Linked DNA regions of Sus scrofa: all the other regions are linked to region 2. The links are chromatin contacts, called in public Hi-C and promoter capture Hi-C maps. All regions are on one chromosome and are shown on one strand. Each heading gives the region's core, a stretch centred on a gene start, on an enhancer-like site or on the middle of the called end of the contact. The rest is flanking DNA. Distances are from core to core; before and after follow the strand shown.

Evidence for each region. Promoter capture Hi-C pulls out the DNA fragments that hold promoters and counts their contacts. A called contact is a pair of places that touch in the nucleus more often than the background predicts.
Region 1: a contact with region 2 is called in a Hi-C map of epiblast stem cells, with 2.5 times the contacts expected there. The contact joins the promoter of INTS8 here to the promoter of C4H8orf37 in region 2. A contact is called at or near these places in 2 of 5 promoter capture datasets (fetal liver and liver), 8 of 47 Hi-C or Micro-C datasets (embryonic fibroblasts, epiblast stem cells, fetal heart ventricle and 4 more) and 2 of 2 datasets of contacts at active chromatin or transcription factors (alveolar macrophages and skeletal muscle).
Region 3: a promoter capture Hi-C map of liver shows a contact between it and region 2, with 2.4 times the contacts expected there. The contact joins the promoter of TP53INP1 here to the promoter of C4H8orf37 in region 2. A contact is called at or near these places in 1 of 5 promoter capture datasets (liver), 5 of 47 Hi-C or Micro-C datasets (brain, embryonic fibroblasts, heart right ventricle and 2 more) and 1 of 2 datasets of contacts at active chromatin or transcription factors (alveolar macrophages).

What each region holds. Positions count from the first base shown.
Region 1 is chr4:41,877,500-41,880,686 of Sscrofa11.1, forward strand. It overlaps INTS8 (integrator complex subunit 8), which reads right to left and starts at 1,358. Exons shown (of 28, transcript XM_003125559.5): 1 at 1,062-1,358. The coding sequence starts at 1,191.
Region 2 is chr4:41,371,873-41,375,229 of Sscrofa11.1, forward strand. It overlaps C4H8orf37 (protein C8orf37 homolog), which reads left to right and starts at 1,853. Exons shown (of 6, transcript XM_001924281.4): 1 at 1,853-2,050. The coding sequence starts at 1,896. TRNAS-AGA (a tRNA gene) reads left to right here and starts at 1,334; the gene lies at 1,334-1,415.
Region 3 is chr4:41,745,875-41,749,282 of Sscrofa11.1, forward strand. TP53INP1 (tumor protein p53-inducible nuclear protein 1) reads left to right here and starts at 1,780. Exons shown (of 4, transcript XM_001925224.6): 1 at 1,780-2,053.

The DNA.
Region 1 (3,187 bases), core at 108-2,607, 510 kb after region 2:
TCCATGAGGACACGGTTCAATCCCTGGCCTTGCTCAGTGGGTTAAGGATCAGACGTTGCCCTGAGCTGTGGTGTAGATGGCAGACTTGGTTCAGATCCTGCATTGCTGTGGCATAGGCCAGCAGCTGGAACTCCGATTTGACCCTTAGCCTGGGAACCTCCATATGCTGCGGGTATGGCCCTAAAAAGACAAAAGACAGAAAAAAAGAAATAACATATGTGAAGCATTAAGACTAATGCCTGACATCCAGAAACACTCAACAAACGTTAGTCAAAAGCAACCAATTCAAAGAACACAATATAATATAGGCGGTAAAACTGCCCAAGTGAAGTACAGTAGTCTCCACCAGTTAAGACCAGGCTATTAGACTGAACAAGCCACATCTGAATTCAAATTTCATCAGCAAAATATCATCCAGGAGCTTACCTTCTCATGCTGGTACCTCTTTCCAGAAATGCCTGGCGTTTTCCACCTTCCCTAACAGCACTCATTAACTGGGATATTAATCATGATCATCATTATACAATAACCATCTTGTAAAGTAAAGCAGTTCCTGCTTTCAAAGATTTCTTCGTTTTTGATTCAGAGACCAAATTTGAAATACATATATACACATGTAATATAAATTATATATTAATTATATTTAACATAAATTATATATTAATAATAGTTAACTATATATCCTGGCATCAGGGTCTGACCCAAAATAGCTGATTTCTCTCCATCTCCCCAAATTGTCCCGGGTTCTGTCAAGAGCCAGCCTTCCTAACCCAAGTAACTTTCACTATACCATCTGGCAGGTGACTTAAAAAAAAAAAACCCAAACAGTAAAAGGGGATGCGGAAGGGCCTTTGGGTTGCCCTTTTCATTGGCCTCCCACTTCGATGCCCCCGCACTAGAATGTTTAATGCTTAGCTAAGCGGGCCGCGCCAAAGCTCCGCTCTGGTCCCCGCCTCCCGGGTCACAGGTTCGTGGCCGAGAAGGCGCGGGGTGGTGAGAGCCGCACGGACAGCGCCGGTGGCCGGGTCTCGCTCCCTTCGGGCTGCCGGCGCCGCGCTTACCCGGGCAGGGCTTGCGCAGATGTTTCTCCAGCAGCGACTCCTCCAGCAAGAACTCGAACCAGCACGTTTGCGGCGGGGTGCAGGGCCGGCTGGAGGTGGCCGCCTCCCGGTCCGCCGCCTCCGCGCTCATCCTGCCCCCGCCGCCGCTACCCCCAGGGACGCTTCCTGGCTCCAACCTGACACTCGGACGCGGGCCCGGGCCTGTGATCTGCGGAACCGCGGGGTGTGAGGAACACTCGGAACTTCCCAGAAACCCACACAATCCAAAATGGCGGCACAGCCCAGCCGTAGCTGGGACTCCGGGATCCGCCTTCCGGCGCCACAGCCGCGCCTCCAGGCCAATCCTTGTTCGAGTTGAAGAAAGAGGGCGGTACCTGTCCCCAGACCACGCCTCCTTCCGGTTGCTATGGGAGATGGTTTGAGAATAAGTTGGGTCGCAGGTTGGGTTTTCCCGGTACCCTGGGAGATTCTCAGCGAGAGAAACGAACAGCCTTATTAATAGGCCTCTCAGCGTCTGAGGAAAAGGCAGTGAGCACTGCAGGTTGAAACTGTGATCTATGCAAAGTTTGTTTTCGGTGCTTTCAATTTTCCCATTTCCATTGCTAAGATTTCCTCCCACTTAGGTCCTCTCAACAGATGTGCCCTATTGGTCTTGGCCAACAGCGTTCCCACCCCCTTTCTCGGACAGCTGACGGACCCCCGAGATCCAGCTTTTCTGCTGTTTCTCAGGACTAGCACTCAATATTTAACGCCTAATTTTCTTGATATCTCAGCTAGAGATATTGTTTTAACCCCATTTTTCATATACCCCCATTCTGTAATGCGCTTTTTATTAACAAAGGTTTTTTTTAAAAAGTGAATTCATAGACTATATACACGATCTATATTAGTGCAAATTATAGCCTCTCGGAACCTTAATTATAATAGTGCCTAATCTTAGGGTTGAGAAAAGAATTTAAGGAAGAACTTGATAATACAGGTAATCTTTTTAAACAAGGCCTCATGTCTAGAAACATGGGCAGATGTTAGCTAATATATAGTGCTTTTTTCATATACATGATTCTTGTTTTCTCCTGTAAACAACCTCATAATACGTCTTTTAACCAGTGAAGACACTAAGGTTCCAGGTTCGATCATTTGTCCAAAGTTTCCCAACAAACAAGGGACTAAGTTGAGCCTTTGATGGTCTTTCCACTGCACTTACTCAGGCCGATAACACTGGATAGAGAAGATAAGTTCAATGGCTTCCAGAATGAAAAAGTAAAGCTTTGAAGTTCTAGGAAAAATAAGTGGAAGTAGCTCCTCCATAAGTGGAAGTAGATCAGTGCTTCAATGGCAACCATTGTCTTATTCTCTTCCTGCACAATACTCTTTCTAGAGTTTGCCCTGCCTCTTTCATTCTGATGTTCCCCAGAGTCCTGTTCTCAGTCCTTTTCTCACTGTAAAAACCATCCTTGGGTCACTCTTCTGACTCATGAAACTCTGTCCTAGACTCTAAAGAACACAGTTTGGAAACCATGTATTAGACTAGTAAAATCATGAGGACCTAAATTAATAAAACATCAACAGGAAGATTACATAGTTACTTTCATGGAAAATTTGGCTTGTTTTATACACCCACTAGTTGGGCATAAAAAGCTTAAGGGAAAATGAATGGCTCTTATGTTTCTAACGCCAGTGACAGGGTGAATGGTCTATGTCTCCATCGTCTGTCAGTACAGGGAAGAGCTAGGGGGCAGGTTTGAAATTCAGGTTGGAAATGTTGACTGTGCACACCCTGTGAGGTGTTGAAATGGAAATGTCCAGTGGGCACTGAGCGTTATAACAGGCATGATTAGTGTACCTAAAAATAATAGTTAATATTTACTAGCAAATGCTCATTGTAAATTCACTATCTATGGGCACTGAGTTAAGCACTTTATGCATTGCCTTAATTAGTTCAGATTGCTATAATAAAGCACCATAGACTGGATGGCTTCTAAACAACAAATTTAGGAGTTTCCGTCATGGCGCAGTGGTTAACAAATCCGACCAGGAACCATGAGGTTGTAGGTTCGATCTCTGGCCTTGCCAGTGGGTTAAGGGTCCGGCATTGCCATGAGCTATGGTGTGGGTTGCAGACGTGA
Region 2 (3,357 bases), core at 603-3,102:
TTCCAAGGGCAATTTCAAAACCAAGTGACTTGTTCCTGTCTTTCTGCTGGAGGCCAGTTCTAAGTAGAAACACCAAGCAAGACAAGTTGGCAAAAATCAAAGTAAAACTTAAGCTACTGAGTGGGAAATCAGTGCGATTCTGTGAGCTAAAACAAGTTGCAGGGAGAAAAACCAGGGCAGCCCTGCAAGTAAGGGGTATGTTGCCTTGCTGGAAACATTCAAGGTTGGTATGATGGTAACATTAGTGGTGTGCTGGGTAAGTGTTTGAAAACCAGCTCTAGGAAAAAAAAAAAAAAAAACCATGTTTGTAGCTTCTGCAATTTCCCTGGTGTAAATATATCCAGAAAGGCTGATTTCAAGCTGACATCACTGAATGCCAAGTTAAGAAGAAATTCACAATAGTAAGCCATTATACAGTATTTCAGATACAACAGATATAAATAATCTCAACAGCAGAAAATATAGTAAAATGTAGGAAAATAACTAGACTGTGGTGAATTCTGAGTATTGCTTTTTTTAATATGGTTAATTTAATTGTGGGGTTTATATAGTTTGATTTATTTTTTAATTTAATTTTAGTAATGGTTGCATTTAACAACTGGCTCCCAAAACACCCAAAACTTCAGAGGTGGGCTCTAGTGAGCAGGCACATTCACTCCATCACACCACTTCAGGGACATTAAAGTTATTCTGAACAAACAGCAAACCAAATAAATGAGGCTATTAATTCATTCGGATCAAACTATAGCCAGTTTCCAAGGTTGTCAACCTCTGTATTATCCCACATTAGAAACACTCAAAGTTCAAGTTTCAGTGCGCATAATATTGTAGGAGTAGGATTAACTGACAATATCTTGCATTTGTATCATGAATTACACTTTTCAAAGTACTGCTTTTAAGGCAGGGACAGTCTGGGAGCTCTTTGGCTAAGAGAGAGCGGGAGGGGTGGAGCCAGCAGCCAGGAGCCAGGCAAGGAAACCTGAAGGCTGGGCGTTGGGGGGCACTGAGGTTCCCGGTTCCCTCCTGGAAACGGTTCCATCACTCTGCCGGCAGGTGTACCAGGCTTTTCGCCCTCTGTCCTGTTTTCTGACTCTAACTTTAGCGATTTTACTAGAATTCAGTTTTTTTTCTGATGGGGAATCAAAGGGTTGGAAGGGACACGCTCAAAGAGCCTTTCAAAAAACTACAATTATTAGTCCCAAAACATTCAAACATGCTGTTATCTGACAGAACAGCATTGTTATGTCTTACTCGCGAACCAAACATACCTGTTACTGCAGCAGACACTTGCGTGTAGATTCTACATAGATCACTGCTGAAATTAACACCAGCAGTAGTCGTGGCCGAGTGGTTAAGGCGATGGACTAGAAATCCATTGGGGTCTCCCCGCGCAGGTTCGAATCCTGCCGACTACGGGCAGGTACACTTTTGCTATGAACATGGCCTTCCTTTTGCAGGCTTCTCCACAGACTATTTGAACTATTTATGAACGTTTAGGATAGGAGGGGGACCCCCAATGGGGCCAGAAGAAGAGCAGATGAAAGAGTCAGGGAGTCGTGTGACTGTTGTTACAACCTGAGTCCAGGAGAGGGAGATGGAACAAAACACTCCAGACATCCTGGAACAAAGACAAGCGAGGCAGCGCCAGGTTACGCAGAAAGGAACAGCTCCGACCACCAGCTCCACCAGAAAGCCTGCGCCACGGGGCCTCCGGAACCCAACTAGACCTTCCACGACAGCGCTCTTGCGCTGCGGCCTCGCCGGGACCCGGGCGGCCCTGGGACAGCGCACGCATGCGCGAGGACGGCGAGCGCGCGCAGCGTGTCCTCGCGTTGCCCCTGGAAACCACGCAGTACTATAGCAACTGCAGAGGCGGAGGGCTGTGACAATTCAAGATGGCGAAGGACCTGGACGAGCTCTTGGATGAGGTCGAGTCCAAGTTCTGCGGATCAGACCCCCTGAGACTGGGCATTGTCGAGCGGCCCAGAGGCTGCGGCGGCGGTGTCCTCAGCAACGACCGGAGCCGAGCCGAGGAGAAAGAGACTCTCAGGTTAACGGGCGGGAGGGGTGGGCTGCTCTGGTAAAGCCTGCTCCAGGCCCTAAAGCCACCCCTCCGCCGCCGGACCCTAAGGAACGCACCCCCTCGCCCGAGACTGCCGGCTCCTCTCCCTGTTAGGGACCAGACCCTTGATTGCCCGCTCCCAGGGCCGCACACACTCTAACTTCTTGTCCTCGAGGATCCTGTCATCTCTTCCCAAGGCCCGACTCCGCCCCTGAGCAAACCCCGACACCTGGCCCCGGCCATGCCTCGTCTCTGAGAGCCCAAGGCTTCACCCGGTTTCTGTCACCCAGATAAATCCCAGGGGGTTCCGATGGGGTACAGGTGGTGCAGCCTAGGCGCCCTTTCTTGAGCGCCGAGGGGTCACGGTGACCCGGCCTCCGTTTGCCTGAGCTGTTGTCATCCTCTTTTGAGGCGCCACCTCAAAGGAGAACCTCATCATCTTGCCTCTGACCCTGTACCTCAGGCAAGCAATCATTGGGCTGATTGTTGGGGAAAAAAAAAAATGCTTCCATTCTGTTCCATCATCAGTTGATTTCTTTTAACTCAGAGAATTAGATGAGATTAGATATATGATAAAAGGGTTTAATTATTGGTAATTGGTACTGTCTTTATTAATCCTAACCACCTTCCTTCTACCCACGGCCCCAGCTCAGAGTACCAGAGGATCTGAGGCATCCAAATTGAAATTTGGAGAATTTCCTTAAGTCTTCGGTTTTGATAAAAAAAAAAAAATCTTTCGGATTTGTCAGTCATTTTTCTTTAGTGTAATTATAAAATAATAGGACTGTCTTCTTTATCTCATTTCCCCCTCAACCCCAAAAAACCAAAAGTTTTGCCAGAACAAGTATTGTCCTTCAAAGTGATGGCTTGGGAGCAGTACCTCTTGCTTGAATCTCTTGGAAACACTTGTGGAATTACACAGAGACAGCTTTGGAACAGCCCAAGAAAGTCATTCTTTTTCATTTATGGCTGTATTCCTGGGTTTGGTTTTGTTTTTGTGTGCCTGTGTGTAATTTCCCAGATGTATTACCCAACACCATTGGCTGCACAGTTTACCAGATTTACTTCTCATGACATTTGTTTGTTTATAAAAATTCACCCTCAGAAGATAAAAACATTGGAAAGAGTCTAAAGTTCAGAAACAGAAGTTCTGAAAATTAGTCAAGTACTGGGCAGCACTCTAAAAAATAAATGTAGAACCAGCTAAAAGCTAGACTGCTTTGAATGGGCCCATTTGACTTTGTGTACAAAGATGACTCGTTAATTTGAATATCATTATCTTGAGCGCTAGACAT
Region 3 (3,408 bases), core at 530-3,029, 370 kb after region 2:
CATCATCTTACATTGCATTGCTTTCTCTATCATAACAAGGAATTGTATACTTTCACATTTTGCCTTTAATCTTATCAAGGTGGACGAAGGTAGGTCTTAATGTGACCTTTTAAAAGCCTTGGAGTTCCCGTCGTGGCTCAGCAGTAATGAACACAACTCATTGCCATGAGGACCCAGGTTCAATCCCTGGCCTCGCTCAATGGGTTGAGGATCCAGTGTTGCCATGAGCTGTGGTGTAGGTCACAGAGGTGGCTCAGATCTGGCATTGCTGTGGCTCTGGCACAGGCCGACGGTTACAGCTCTGATTCAACCCCCTAGCCTGGGAACTTTCATATACCACAGGTGCGGCCCTAAAAAGAAAAAAGAAAAAAAATTAGAGCCTTAAAAGGATCATCATGCCTTGATTCTGAATGGGAAGATGATCTCTCCATGAATTCCTAAGAAGAAACAAGAGACTATGGGGCTCCTAATGTAGTAATGACACTTGAGAGGATATATTAGGATGAGCCTCGTTTGCCAAAAAAACTAAAATCCAAGTTAAAGTCTTGTTCTACTTTCTGAGAATGGCCCTCGAATTACAGTTATTACTCTTGGGGGTCAGACAATCCCCTGTACTTTGATTTTCACCCTTTAAAACCAGGATTGTTGGAAACAGATTGATGACAGGATGTTTGTGAGGGCCAGAATGTGAGTCTTTCAGAATACTGTAATGTATCAGACACCTGTTGAGGGTATATAAATTTAACCTTGGGAACCACATCTCAGGCCAAACAAGATCCACCATAAGAGTGGAGATACATCAAAATAACTTCCTTGCCTTGGCCAGACAGTTAATCCATCAACATATGTACACAGCTTTGGTTTGGAAAGTATTTTCAAGCCCACTGTCTTATTTTCTTCTCACTATAAATAGTGAGCCCGCCTGTAGGTTGAATCTTGAGCCTGTGGGCCAGTTCAGTCAGGTCCCAGTATCAGTTACCACAGCGAGATGGGGCCTGGCTCCTTGTCCTAAAAAGAAGGTTGGGGAGTTCCTGTTGTGACACAGTGGAATTAAATCCACATCATGAGGATGTGGGTTCAATCCCTGGCCTCGCTCAGTGGGTCGGCGATTCTGCATTGCTGTGGCTGTGGTGTAGACTGGCAGCTGTAGCCCCAATTTGACCCCTAACCAGGGAATTTCCATATGCCCCATGGATGTGGCCCTAAAAAGAAAAAAAAAAAAAAAAGATATTGGGTGGGCGGCATTCCTATACCTGAATCTAAACTTTCCTTCCAAAGAAGGCCAAAAGGTTAGGTGGCCCTGCCTTAGCACCACGTCCACGATTTTACCCGTATACTGGCCTGAAGTGGTCTCTTGGGATCTTCGTCTCCATCACTCTCAACGTCCCTGATTTTCCCCTCACAGCAAAAAAAGCTTTGTGAGCCTTTGTACCCCAAACACTCGGCCTCTCACTTGGCCAAAGGGTCAGCTGAGGTCAGGGCTCTTCCTCTCGCCCATCGGTTCCAGTTGTCTTCACACTCCTGCAGGTTCCCATTTCGGTTCAGCCCCAGCCCTTCCTCTGTTCTCTCCCAGTCGCCCCAGTGCCAGCCCCCATCGCACCCCCACCCCTGCTCCCTCCCTTCCGCTCGCCCCCCTACTCTCCCATCGGCGCCCGGGCTTTGTTGCCCGGGCTTGTTTCTAACTCAAGAGCGTCGGCCGGCTGGGCGCCAGGTCACGTGCGTTAGTGACAACCTCTCGCAGGGCGGCCCCGGGGCCCCAGCGCCGCCGATTGGTGGGCCGGGGCTGGCGCGGCCCCGGGGCGGGGCGGCCGGGCGGGCGCAGCGGCTGATCAGCTGTTCCGAGGCTGCACAACAACAAAAGGAGCGAGACGGGCCGGCGGCGGCCAGCGGTGTGGCCACAGGAAGGCTGGACCGGCCCCGAGCCCCGCGCCCGTCGTCCGGGAGCCGCAGCTACCTCAGCCGCCCCGAACCGCCAGCGCGCCGGTCCCCGCCGAGCCCCGCCAAGCCGGGTGCCCGCTGCCTTCGCCGCCGTCCCGCCGCAGGTCGGGCCCAAGTAAGTGCGGGCGGGGCCGGCGTCCAGGGCCGCCTGCTCCCCGCCGCCCCGCTGCGCTGCCTGGTCCGCGCGCCCTGCCCTCGGGCCGGCTCGCGAGCAGCCGTCGGTGCGCTCCCGGCCTTCGCTGCCTCTGCAGCCTCCGCGGGCTGGACGCCCACCCCCTCGGTGGACCCTCGGCGGACCTGGGGTGCGGGAGGAGGCGGCCGTGCGGACATGGACCGGCCAAGCCCGGGCGTGGGGCGGCGGTTGGGTGTTTGGTTTCTGCCTCCTCCCCCGAGCGTGGCCTGTTTTCTTGGCCTCGGCGGGACCTCCTCTCTCCTCCTCCTCCTCCTCCTTACTCCCTTCCACATCTCCTCCTCCTCCTCCTGCCCTCCGCTGTCGGACGGGGGCTGTCCGCTTGGGACTCGGCTTCGGAGCCCCGGGGTCCGGAGGAGCGAACGCGGCCGCCGCCCGGGGACGTAGCTCTCCAGTTCCGCGGCGCTGCGGCCGCCGCCCCGCCAGCAACCCTCCCAGCGCTGGGTCGCGCTCGGTAGTGCAGCGGCTCCGGGAATCTTACCTGGAGACCTTAGGGTCCTCCTGTCCTTTGCGTGTCCCTTGACCCTGCCTGACCTTACACATCACCTTTTGAGGTTGCACCTGTGGAAAGAGTTTACTTGCCCATCAGAATTAAAATCCTCATCGTTTTGATCACTCCCGCTGATTGAGTGCTTATTATGTGCCATATACTGTGAAGGGCTTAACCTGCCTTATCCCAATTGATTGCCACAGTAATCCTATGAAGTAGGCTATATTATCTTATGGATAGGAAATTTGAGGCCCCAGAGAGATTAAGTAACCTACTCAAGGCCACACAGCCAGTTAAAAGGACATGGTGTTTCTTTTTAGTAGTTGCAGATGAATTTTATGTGGGGATTCCTTATTTTTATTGTATTTCCTAATTACATCTGCTCATTATCTTCTGAGTTAATTCCAATTTAGAGTAGATAGGGACACCCCCCCCCCACGCCACTTCCATCATTCAGAAAAGAGCCTTTTCTGAATACAAAGTAGTTTGGGGAAAGGGGAATGGAAAGTGAACAGTTAATAATCAGGTGCCCCAAGATCTTCAAATCACTTGTTTGCTAAGTGAAATGTATTTTTTCATTGCAAATGTGAAAATTCCTGGGAAGCGTTTGGTTTTAAATCACAGCCACTATAATCCTGAACCAGCAGCATAATTGTCTAAGACTCCTGCTTGGAATCAGGACCTTACTAATTTCCATGACCAAGGTCTCATTTGTTTTTGTATCCTATCTTTTGTTCCTTTTCTGTGAATACTTCATTGATTGCTTCCTCATCGTTCTCTTGGAAATGGC